Regions from separate parts of the Sus scrofa genome. Here region 2 is linked to region 1. A link is a contact called in public HiChIP or PLAC-seq data. All regions are on one chromosome and are shown on one strand. The core of a region is the stretch at or near the end of the contact, and the rest is flanking DNA. Distances in the headings are between cores, read along the strand shown. Region 1 overlaps ATP9B (probable phospholipid-transporting ATPase IIB). Region 2 holds the start of SALL3 (sal-like protein 3).

What was found. HiChIP or PLAC-seq counts read pairs in DNA pulled down with a chosen protein or histone mark.
Region 2: a contact with region 1 is called in an H3K27ac HiChIP or PLAC-seq map of alveolar macrophages. The contact joins the promoter of SALL3 here to the enhancer-like site in region 1. A contact is called at or near these places in 3 of 5 promoter capture datasets (fetal liver and liver), 35 of 47 Hi-C or Micro-C datasets (adipocytes, adipose tissue, alveolar macrophages and 19 more) and 1 of 2 datasets of contacts at active chromatin or transcription factors (alveolar macrophages).

Annotation. Positions count from the first base shown.
Region 1 is chr1:146,219,220-146,224,094 of Sscrofa11.1, reverse strand. It overlaps ATP9B (probable phospholipid-transporting ATPase IIB), which reads left to right. Exons shown (of 30, transcript XM_013985712.2): 1 at 1-2,595. The coding sequence starts at 2,477. Among named protein-coding and RNA genes, the nearest start is that of ATP9B, 7.2 kb to the left of the region's middle. Within about 2 kb of position 2,729, at least 81 of the 83 cell types and tissues checked have an H3K27ac peak or open chromatin away from gene starts, as enhancers often do. A contact at or near this core is called in adipose tissue, alveolar macrophages, differentiating spermatogonia and 12 more, where this site is marked.
Region 2 is chr1:146,270,684-146,275,676 of Sscrofa11.1, reverse strand. It overlaps SALL3 (sal-like protein 3), which reads left to right and starts at 1,899. Exons shown (of 4, transcript XM_021099018.1): 1 at 1,899-2,051. The coding sequence starts at 1,970.

The DNA of each region.
Region 1 (4,875 bases), core at 1,480-3,979:
CACTTAAGTAGCAAACTGGCAACCAGAAAGTGGGAGTGACTACTTAAGAATATTAATTTTTTAAATGTGTAAGTTTTTAAAAATAATACATGGAAATATTTAGTCAAGATGAGTCTAGAATCTAGAATTTCATGTTGAACACACTGTTTCAAACACACAGCCATAATGGATACGTAAATTATGAAAACAAAATGAAGACACAGCAAACAACAGTTACTGGACCAAAAATAGAGTGGTGTGAGGGCTCCGCCTGCTGGCTTCTGGGTCTGGGAATAGGTGATGGGGGTGTGGACCAAGGGCTTGGGTGAGGCTGTCCTATTCAGGGTAGGAAGCTAAACAAACCCAGTGACAACCTACCAACCAACCAACCAAATCCTGTTACTGACTGCTGCCTGAAGTTTTCTTGCAGGCTGGAAGCCTAGATGTAGGATGACAAAGACCCAAACTGAAGACCAAGAATTAATCCAGCTGCCTCCAGATTCCAGGCCTGGCACACTACCCCATACTACAGCCTTGAGATGCCATGTGGGCTTGGGTTCTTGGCAGAGGATGGAAGCAGCAGCAACAACGCTAAACAGGGAGTGAGGACAGAAAGAGTCACTTAAAATGTGCCTGCAAACGAATTCCAAGACATGTGAAGAAATCTAATGCTAAGAAAGACAGTTAACACAGCAACGAGTAAAATATTTTTCACTCCAGATAATCAAAGGTATGAAACAAAACAGGTAGGCAGAAATGAAATAAAAATAAATGGATAAAAGAAAGAATGGATGAGAAATCTTTGAAATAAGTAGTGTGGTCACTGAAATAAACAACCCAAACTGTCAAAGACAAAAGTAAGTCTGAGACAAAATTAATGAAGACTGTTACAACTTTGTAGCCAGGGATCCATCTGCTGCCACTCCTTTCAGCAAGTGATCAAGGGTGTTAGAAAGGACAGCATTTCTGAGAGTAAAAGGAGGAGACACTGAGTGTCCATCAAGATGGTTTTGGGGGTGGGGGAGATGTCCTGCAGGGTCTTCAGGTAATTTTGACGGCCCTCCTTTGGCTGATTGGGCAAGTGAGCAGTATGGGGCCATTTCAAAAGAGGAGTGCTGTCGGGTATTCTGTGTTCTGCAGAACTGGGGGCTGCTGGGGCACTTCTGGAGCCAGCATCCTCCTGAGAAGTGACTGGACCGCGGGGGGTGGGGAGGGCAGCAGCCTCTCAAGACTGACCACACCTCCTTGCCGGTTCCCAGGCAGCTGTTACCAAAATGCCCACCTCCTGGGAGTGGGCAGAGCGAAGACTTCACTGCTGCACCCTGAGCATTTTGGATCTTGGAAAATAAAACCTATTCACTTAATACATGGTTTGGAAGTATGACCACGTATTTGGCCAGGAGGAAAACCTCAAATTTAAAAAGCTGAGGTTCAGACCAGATTCCTAAACTATAAATTAATAACAAACGTAAATATAACCTAATAACTTAATTGCAAAATTCAGGACTCTGAGGACGTAAACTGTTAGACCATTCATTGCAAGCAATTTATGGGAATAATGAAATCTTAGGAAATAATACATACAGGGAATTTTTTTTCAAGTATTCCTATACTTGATTCTCCAGGGTAAGGTTAGAGGCTTCAGGGAAAGCGGGGGCCACCAGTAGAAAGGCACTCGTGCGGCGCTAAGAGAGGCTGCGCAGCTACAGAACACGCACCACCAGAGTACCGCGGTCGGGGCTTTCTCAGGCAGTTCCTGGCTGGGAGCCGCAGGGAAGACGGGGGAGGGAGGCTAGCTTCAGCCTATCGAGCGAAGAGATCGGAATTCCAGAGTTTCCTCAAACACAACCTTCCCACCGACACGTGCTGGACACTCCAGACCTTCACGCTACTATGGAAACAGGAACTAGTCACCAGTCTTTATTTACCCGAGGGGGACCTGCAGGGACCGGGTGCGCACGGGCGCCACTGGACCAAGCAGGGAGGTGGGGTCGGGTCGGCCCGGCAGGACGCCGAGATTACGCACTGCGCTGAGGTGGGCCATGCTCCCGTGAGCTGGGGTCCCGGGCGTGCGCGGCAAGGCGCTCGGTGGCCTCGATCCGGTGTCAGGGAGGAACTCCGGCCAGGGACGAACCCAACCTGCGCGACCTCCCAAGCTCCAGAGTTGCTCAGCAGCCCCACCCAGCTCCGCTTTGGAATGGTCAGCCCGCCGCGCATGCGCGCACGCGCCCTGCACAGCGCGCTCGCCGCGCGGTGATGTCATCGGTCGCCGCCACGCAGAGGTGGGGCCTCGGAACCTTTGCCACACTTCTCTCACCTTCGCCGGCGTTGTCGTCATCGGGCCCGGACGCGTGGTGACGCCATCAAGCCCCGACGCATGGTGGAGGGGCAGGGCGCGCGGGCTGTGCCTCAGCCGGGTTGAAGCTGAGGGGAGAGGGAGGGGAAAGGCTGCGAACCGAGGGGGATCTGGGAGGGGCGGAAAGGTGGCGGCCAGAATATGGCGGACCAGATCCCTCTGTACCCGGTGCGCAGCGCAGCGGCGGCGGCGGCCTACCGCAAACGCGCGGCCTACTTCAGCGCAGCGGGGCCCGGGCCGGGGGCCGAGCGGCCCAGCAGGTAACGACCGGGCTGTCCCTCCTCCCGCCTCGGCGCCCCTCCCCGGCCCGGGTGGGGTGTGCCCAGGTGGGGTGTGCTCAGATGGGCCGCCCCCGGAACCCCGCCGGCGCGCCTGAGCTCGGGGAGGCCATTCAGTCTCCGAGAGGGGCCCAGGCGCTGCCCCGACACGGATGCCCTGGCCGCCGTACTCAGCGGAGAGAGGGAACAGCCTCGGGTCCCTCAGTAACACAGGCACCGCTGGGCATTCCCGCGGCTCGGATCACGCAGTTGTGTCTCTGAAACTTACTGTGTCACCATGGAAATTTGAAGCTGGAAGATACAACTTCCAAGTTAGCGTTAGAAATGCAAACCTTGTAGGGAATCACTTCCCCAAATGTAAAGAGCGAGTGAAGACATTTCAGTTTGTTTACTAGGTACACTTTTTACTTAAACGTATATGTACCAAGTACTTTTTGTGGACAAGAATTTTTGCTTTTAAGAATGGGAAACAGAGGTTCAGAAAGATTAAACTCTTTAATGTGACCATAGTTGGTTAAGCAATGGAATTTAAAAGTGCACACCTTTAGTTTCAAATGCAAGTCTCATACCCTAGTTGGTTTTAGCTCTAATTTCTCACCCAAAGGGAAGAATACTACACGTGTAAGTGATAAGAGAGTTACAAAAAGAAAACTTATAAAAAGGAGAAATAATGCCTTTTTTAGTAGTTAAAATTTTTTTCCTGAGGGATTAAAGAAGCAGTCAACCTTTAGTACATAAAGAAGGGTATATAGATTTCAATATGTAGTTGCTTCAGGATTCAAGTTTTAGAATAATTTCTGGCTTGGGCTATCTGAGAGGCTGTAACATATAGTAAAAGGAGTACATCTTAATAAAGTTACAGAGTTTAATTGAATCTTAGTTCATTTACATACTAGCTGTTTGATCTTAGGTAACTTAAACTATGAGCCCTAATGATCTTAGGTAACTTAAACTATGAGCCCTAATTTCCTCTGCTGTAAAATGGGGGAGAATAGTTTTTCTTATAGGATTGTTTGAAGATTACAGGAGAAGTTAATAGGTGTTCGTTTGTAGTGTTTGGCCAAAAGTGGATTCTCCAGAAATCTTTCTTCCTTGACATTACCTATATAAGAGTAATTGCATTAGTAATATTCTCAGGTGGGTGATTTTAGGAGATATTATTTGAAAATATGCCACCTGTTTCACAATAGGTTTTCATCAAAGCTCGCATCTATTTTTGCTTCATGTATTTTAAGGCTCAGTCATTTGGTATATATATATACATTTAGGATCCCTATGACTTCAATATGGCTTGTGTCTCTTTGGGTCTCTGGTAATTTTCTTGACTCTGGAGTCTAGTAGACTAATTTATCCGCTCTAGCTTTTTGTGGACTGTTTGCATTGTGTTAGCTTTCAACCTATGCAATCTATCTTTCAGCCTTTCTATGTTGTTGAATTTGTAGTGAGTTTCTGTTGGATCATGTTTTTCCATTATTCGGTCTGTCAATCTCTATCCTTTGGTTTACATGTTACATTTAAAGTAATTATTGATACATCAGAGCTTAAGAGTGCCATTAGTGTTTAAGTGTGAGAATCATCTGATTCTCATTCCTATTTCTCTTGCCTTCTTTTTCCATGAATGCTTTTTTGATATCTCTAAAGTATTTTTTAGTGTGAGTCTTTTCTGTGGTTTTTGCTTTGGGTATTACAGTATACATATGGACTTATCACCATAGTGACAATACACCATAGTGTATTGTTAGTATTTTACTATGTGGACTGAAATGTGTAAATCTATTCATTTTGATTACTTTATCTGCCTTCTCTCCCCTGCAATTTAAATGTCATGTGCTGAGTATTAGATAGTGTTATACTTTTTGTTTAAATAATCAAATAGGGTTTATAAAACTCATGATGATAAAGATAATTTATTATATGTACTGATATTTTTGATCTTTCTGTTCTTCCTTCTTGATGTTCCAGGATTCTCTTTTTTGTTTTGTTTTGTTTCCTTTCTATTTCAAGACCTTCCTATAGCCAATTTTGAGCCAATTTCATTTTAGAAATGTGTTTATTTCTCATTTATTCCTCAAGGATAGTTTTATTGCATACAGAATTCCTGGTTGTCACTTCTTTTCTTACTGATTGAAAACTCTTGTTCCACTTTCCTCCCAGCCTTCAGAGTTTTTGATAGGCAGTCTGTTGTTCAAATTGGTGTTCTTTTATGTCTCATTTCTTTCTGGCTGCTTTAAAGTTTTTTCTTTGTCTTTATTTTTCAGAAGT
Region 2 (4,993 bases), core at 650-3,149, 52 kb before region 1:
CAGCCCTAAGGGATGTGGGGTGGGAGGGAGGTGACAAAGGTGGCTGCGGGGTCTCTTTGGAGATCACCCTAACCTGTGCGCTTCCTTCCTCTGTCTTGATGGTCCTGCGCTTTTCCTGGAGCCCAAAGCTGTTGCTCCGTGAAACTTACACAATTAAAGGCGCTCGGGAGAACCTGGGCTGGGAAGCGGGAAGATTCTAGAACGGAAAAGCAGCCGGCGGATAGCCGGGCCAACGGAGCAGGGCCGGGTCCATCCGGGTCGGGGGTCCCCACTAGTCAGAGCCCCGGTCCCAGCCACGCAAGGAGATCGCAGCCCTTCAAGTGCCCCGGGCTGTCTGGTCGCCTCCCGTTCCCCGCCGGCGCACGACCCTGAGGGAAGCGTGCCGGCAGGCCATCTGTGCCAAAGCTTCGTACCAGACAGGGCCACTTGTGAGAACAAAAATAATAAATTTAGAAAATGAAAAAAAAAAACCATACTGGGGCGGGGGGGAACAGGCGAAGGCTCGGCGGCGACGGGGCCTGAAGCACATCCCGGCAACGGCTCGCGAAGGAAGACACGCGCGGGAGTGAGCGCGCGGGCGTGGGCGAGGTCGCGTGTGCACAGCTGCTGCTGGGGGTGCGCGCGCGGGGGCGAGGGCGCGTGCCTGACAACCCGCGAGGGTTGGGTGCATTGCCGGGAGCGCGCAGCGCCAGGCGCCTGGGGATGCGGGGCCGGTCCAAACGTCTCGACCCCTCACCTGCCCCCCCTCACATCACCCCCGAAAAGTCCTAGAACGCAGCGGGCCGCACGCAGGACTTTTATGGACTTGGAACTTTCAGTCTAGAGGCCTCGGGCCCCCCTCTGCGCCTGCCCACTCCACGAGCGACGCGGACCTGCATCCAACGGGGAAGGGAATTGGGGGGGGGACACTGGGGCCCCGTCGTCCCCTCCCTTCCCCTGGATTTAAGAAGCCGCTGGTAGGGGGGAGGCACGGCGGGCGCGCGAAGGGCCGAGGCGGCCCCGGTGGCGGCGGCGGCGGGAGGGGCGGGCGCTCCGGCGTCGGAGGGGCCCGGGGGGGCGGGGAGACAGGGGGGTGAGCGGAGGGGAGGGGGAACAGGGGAGGGGAGGAGCCGCGCGGCCCGCGCCGCTTCCGAACCGGAAAGTTGGTCTTGCCGAAGTCCCGCCACCCCGGCGTGCGCACTCCTCTCCGCTCCGGCCTCGAGCCTCCGAGCTGGGCCGGCCGCCGGGGGAGCCCGCGGAGGGGACACGAGCCGTGAGAGAAGGTCCGGCGAGAGGGGACACCTGAGCCTGAGCGGGGCCGGCGCGCCGAGAACCGCTGCAGAGGGGCGAGGGCGGCCGGCCGGCCCTCGGCACCCGGAGCACAGGCGGCTCGGCGCCTGAGCGGCCCGGCGAGACAAAGGCGCCGGCCTGAGCCCTGCCCGCGGCCGCCCGCTCCGGGAGGGGCGCCGAGCGGCGGCGGGGGGGGAGCGGCGCGGGGCGCGGGCGGCGGCGCAGACACTTATAAAGGCGCGAGCCCGGCGCGCCGGCGGAGAGGCGCCGCACGGACGCCGCCAAAGTTTGCTGCCTGTGCCCGGGGCTGGGTGGCCACCGCGGCCCGCGCCGCTCCCGGCCCGCCCGGCCGCACCGGGCACGGGAGAGCGCAGAGCCCGCGATGTGAAGCGGCGCCGGCCGCGCGCCCCGGTCCCGCAGGCGCCGGCCCCTCCTCGCCGCGCGGCCGCTAATTGCGAGCGCGGCCTCATTTGCATAGGCCGCCCGAGTCCGCTGGAGGCCGGCCAATCGGCGCGGCCCTCGGCTAATGGCCATGCATTATTCACCAGCCTAATTGCTCAGCCCCATGCGCGGCCCGCGCAGCCGCCGCCGCCGCCGCCCGCGCCCCGCGCCCCGCGCCCGCCCGGCCGCCCCGCACGGTCCCCGCCGGCCGCCCCGCTGATGCCGCTGCCCCGCGCGGGGCCGGCGCGCCGCTAGCAGCATGTCTCGGCGCAAGCAGGCCAAGCCCCAGCACCTCAAGTCGGACGAGGAGCTGCCGCCGCCGGACGGGGCTCCCGAGCACGGTGAGGGGCCGCGGACCGCGGGGTGGCCGGGGATCTGGGGGAAGTGCGCGCGGGGCGGGCGCCGCGGACGGAGAAAGTTCCCGGCTCCCGCGAGCCAGTGTCTGCCGGGAGGCGCTCAGCCTGGGCACCCGGTCCTCCGCTGGAGCGCGCGGCGCGGGAGTTGCGGGCGAAGTAAACTTGACTCCGCTGCCTGGAGTTGAGCTGCGCGCCAAGGCGCCACGGCTCGGGGACCGCTCGGAGCCCGCGCTGACCGGTGGAGGCCGGCGCGCGGAGCTGGGCGGGGGGCGGGAGGGGTCCGCTCCGCCGCCTCCGCGCCGACCCCTAGGCTCCCAGCGCCTGGTCTCTGGGGTCGGCCTCGGCTACTGCGGCGCCCCCCAGGCAGGCGCGGCGTTGGGGATGCATACGGGGCTCACCTACCGCTGGACGCGGGCCGGGGAGGCCGCTGCCCGGGCAGCTTTGTTCGGCGCCCCCGGCGCTGAGCGCTAGGAACGAGTCCGCCGCCCTGACCCCAACTGCCCCCCACCCCCACCCCGGCCGGCCAGCGGCGCCTCGTGTGTCCCGAGGGCCGCAAAGCTGGGGAGGTCCGGGCGCGCTGACAAACCAATGATCCCATTCCGAAGCGAGTAGGAAGTCGCTGTCGCCTGGCCTTTCCTAATGGCCGCCTTGGGAATTAACCCTGGGGTAAGCTGCGCTGCAACGTTGCGGGGGGGTGGGGGATGTCCTCGCACGCGGCAGGACCCCAGCACGTTTCTGATGCCTCTTGCTTTTCCGGGGCCTTTCCTGTTCTTTTGGATGCGCCGCAGACACCCTTGCCTCCGGTCGGCTGGTAGGAACTTCCTCCCCATCCAGAAAGGAAGGTAGGCGCTGCAGAAGTTAGAGCCTGGCGAGGAGCCGGCGGCCGCGGCTGCGCCCCATCCCTGCAAAGTTTAGGGCCCCGGCCTCCCGCGCCCCCGCGAGTCCACGGGGTGCGGGAGGGGCTGCCGCTGGCGACCCTCGGCTGCACCGGAGCCTGGGCATCAAGTAGTTTGGTCCTTTAAAAATAGGCCACCCAACTTTTTTGATTGACCTATTGTAAGTGGCTTAGAGCAAAAACGCATCTTTTTGCTTTGAGAATTACACTGCCAAAAAAATGAAAGGAGTTGAAGAGTTTTCCTGAGACTTGTAAAGTTTGAAAAAGCAGGTCTAGGTCCACGTCGGAGTGGAGAAAGGGTGGAAATCCTTCTTACGCGGTTGGGAATTAATGAATTAAATAAAATTAGTGAACTCGGTCTTTTTGTCGCGGCGGAGGTAAGGCAGCCTTATCTGGGTAGCCTGGTCACCCAAGATTAGAACGGGAGATATGCTAAAAAGAAACGCTTGCATATGGTGGGTAGATTAAGGACAAAGAATCTTTTTGTCATGGAAATGGATTTTTTTTTGTTTTGTTTACTTCATCACATAGAATTTCTCACACTTGGTTTGTTTTGTATTGCCCTCAATGACTACATGATCAAATGAATGGATTTATTTCTGCCGAATGAGAAAGACAGTCTTTCCTTCAAAAGAACTACATTGCATCCCAGTGAGGAATTTTAAAGCTTTATTATTGTGGCTCCTGAATAGCTTAAAATCGGCTTTCACAGCCGCCCCAAAATGCAACAATGTAAATACTTCTCAGCTTTGTAGGGTCGTTATCAAAATGTGCAATGTCTCCTTTTATTAAAGCATATTTTAATTAATAGAGTAAAACCCCTTGTATTTAACAATTAACAAGCTGAGGCACTGCTATTCATTTTTAATTTCACTTCAGAAATGTGAGCTCGGTGAAGCCTCGTAGTGTAAGCATGGGGGGGATATAGAGCTCATATTTGAAAACCTAAGATGGAGTAAATTATTCACAAGTTCTCTTTTGAATTCCCCTTGTTACTGAATTTATTTGGAGGTGAAACATATTCAGGTTTGTGTGTGTGTGTTTTGTTTGTTTTGTTTTGTTGTTATTGTTGTTTTTTTTAACCCACCGTGGGATTAAAGTTTTTGTCCAGGCTGTTTTTCACAACCATCCAGAGTTGTAATCAAGACATTGCCACAGTTCCTGATCATATTTTGCAACAGGCCAAAAATAGCCTGTCTGGGGCTGAGCCTTAGTCCAGTAGTTGTGTTCCCGCGATTGTTTTAAGGATAGTTCTGGCAAACTATTTAAAAAATAGTTCTGATTTAATTATTCTGAAGCTGATTGTTCATGGAGCATAAAAGATACTCTGTTCTCTGTTCACTTAAGGAATGCTCATGTATATATTACTCTGTCCTCCTGATCATCATTAGAAGGATAACTAAATAAAATGTTTTTTTATTAAAGAAAAATGGTTGTGAAAACTAAATTAACTCCAGCATGAATCAGATACTCTCAAAATTATATTTGATTAAATGCAATGGAGATAAACAGACCACGGGGAAGTTATAAGTGAGCTAAGTTCATTTGCAGTATTTTACAAATGGAGTAAATAATTCCTTTGTATCACTTTGGGTGTTACACATTAATTAAAGGAGTAGATGCAATAAAATGGAAAGCTCTTGGTAATGCTACTAAAAAGAAATTTTCTCTGCAAAATTTTTAGTATAATGGGGGGGCAGAGATGCGCAATCACATTAACTTACAGTAGAAAGAACTTAATTTCTTAAAAAAGAAATACAACTATTAATTTCTAGTGTTGAGTTTTTAGGCAAGCAGTGAAAAGATAGCTATCCAAAAAAGCTTCAGTGCTCTGCAGACCTTATTGCAGGAATGAAATATGATGGTGTATGTAGAATGAGAAAAAGTAATAGTGATTTACGTTAAGTTCTAAAGTTATCTTGTTGTAAACATTTCTTTTAAGGATGACTGAAACTGTGCTCACATTCCCAATAGGTACTATCTTTTAAAATTGCAAAGGATTTCATTCCTGTTTCTGAAAAGTTAGAAGTAA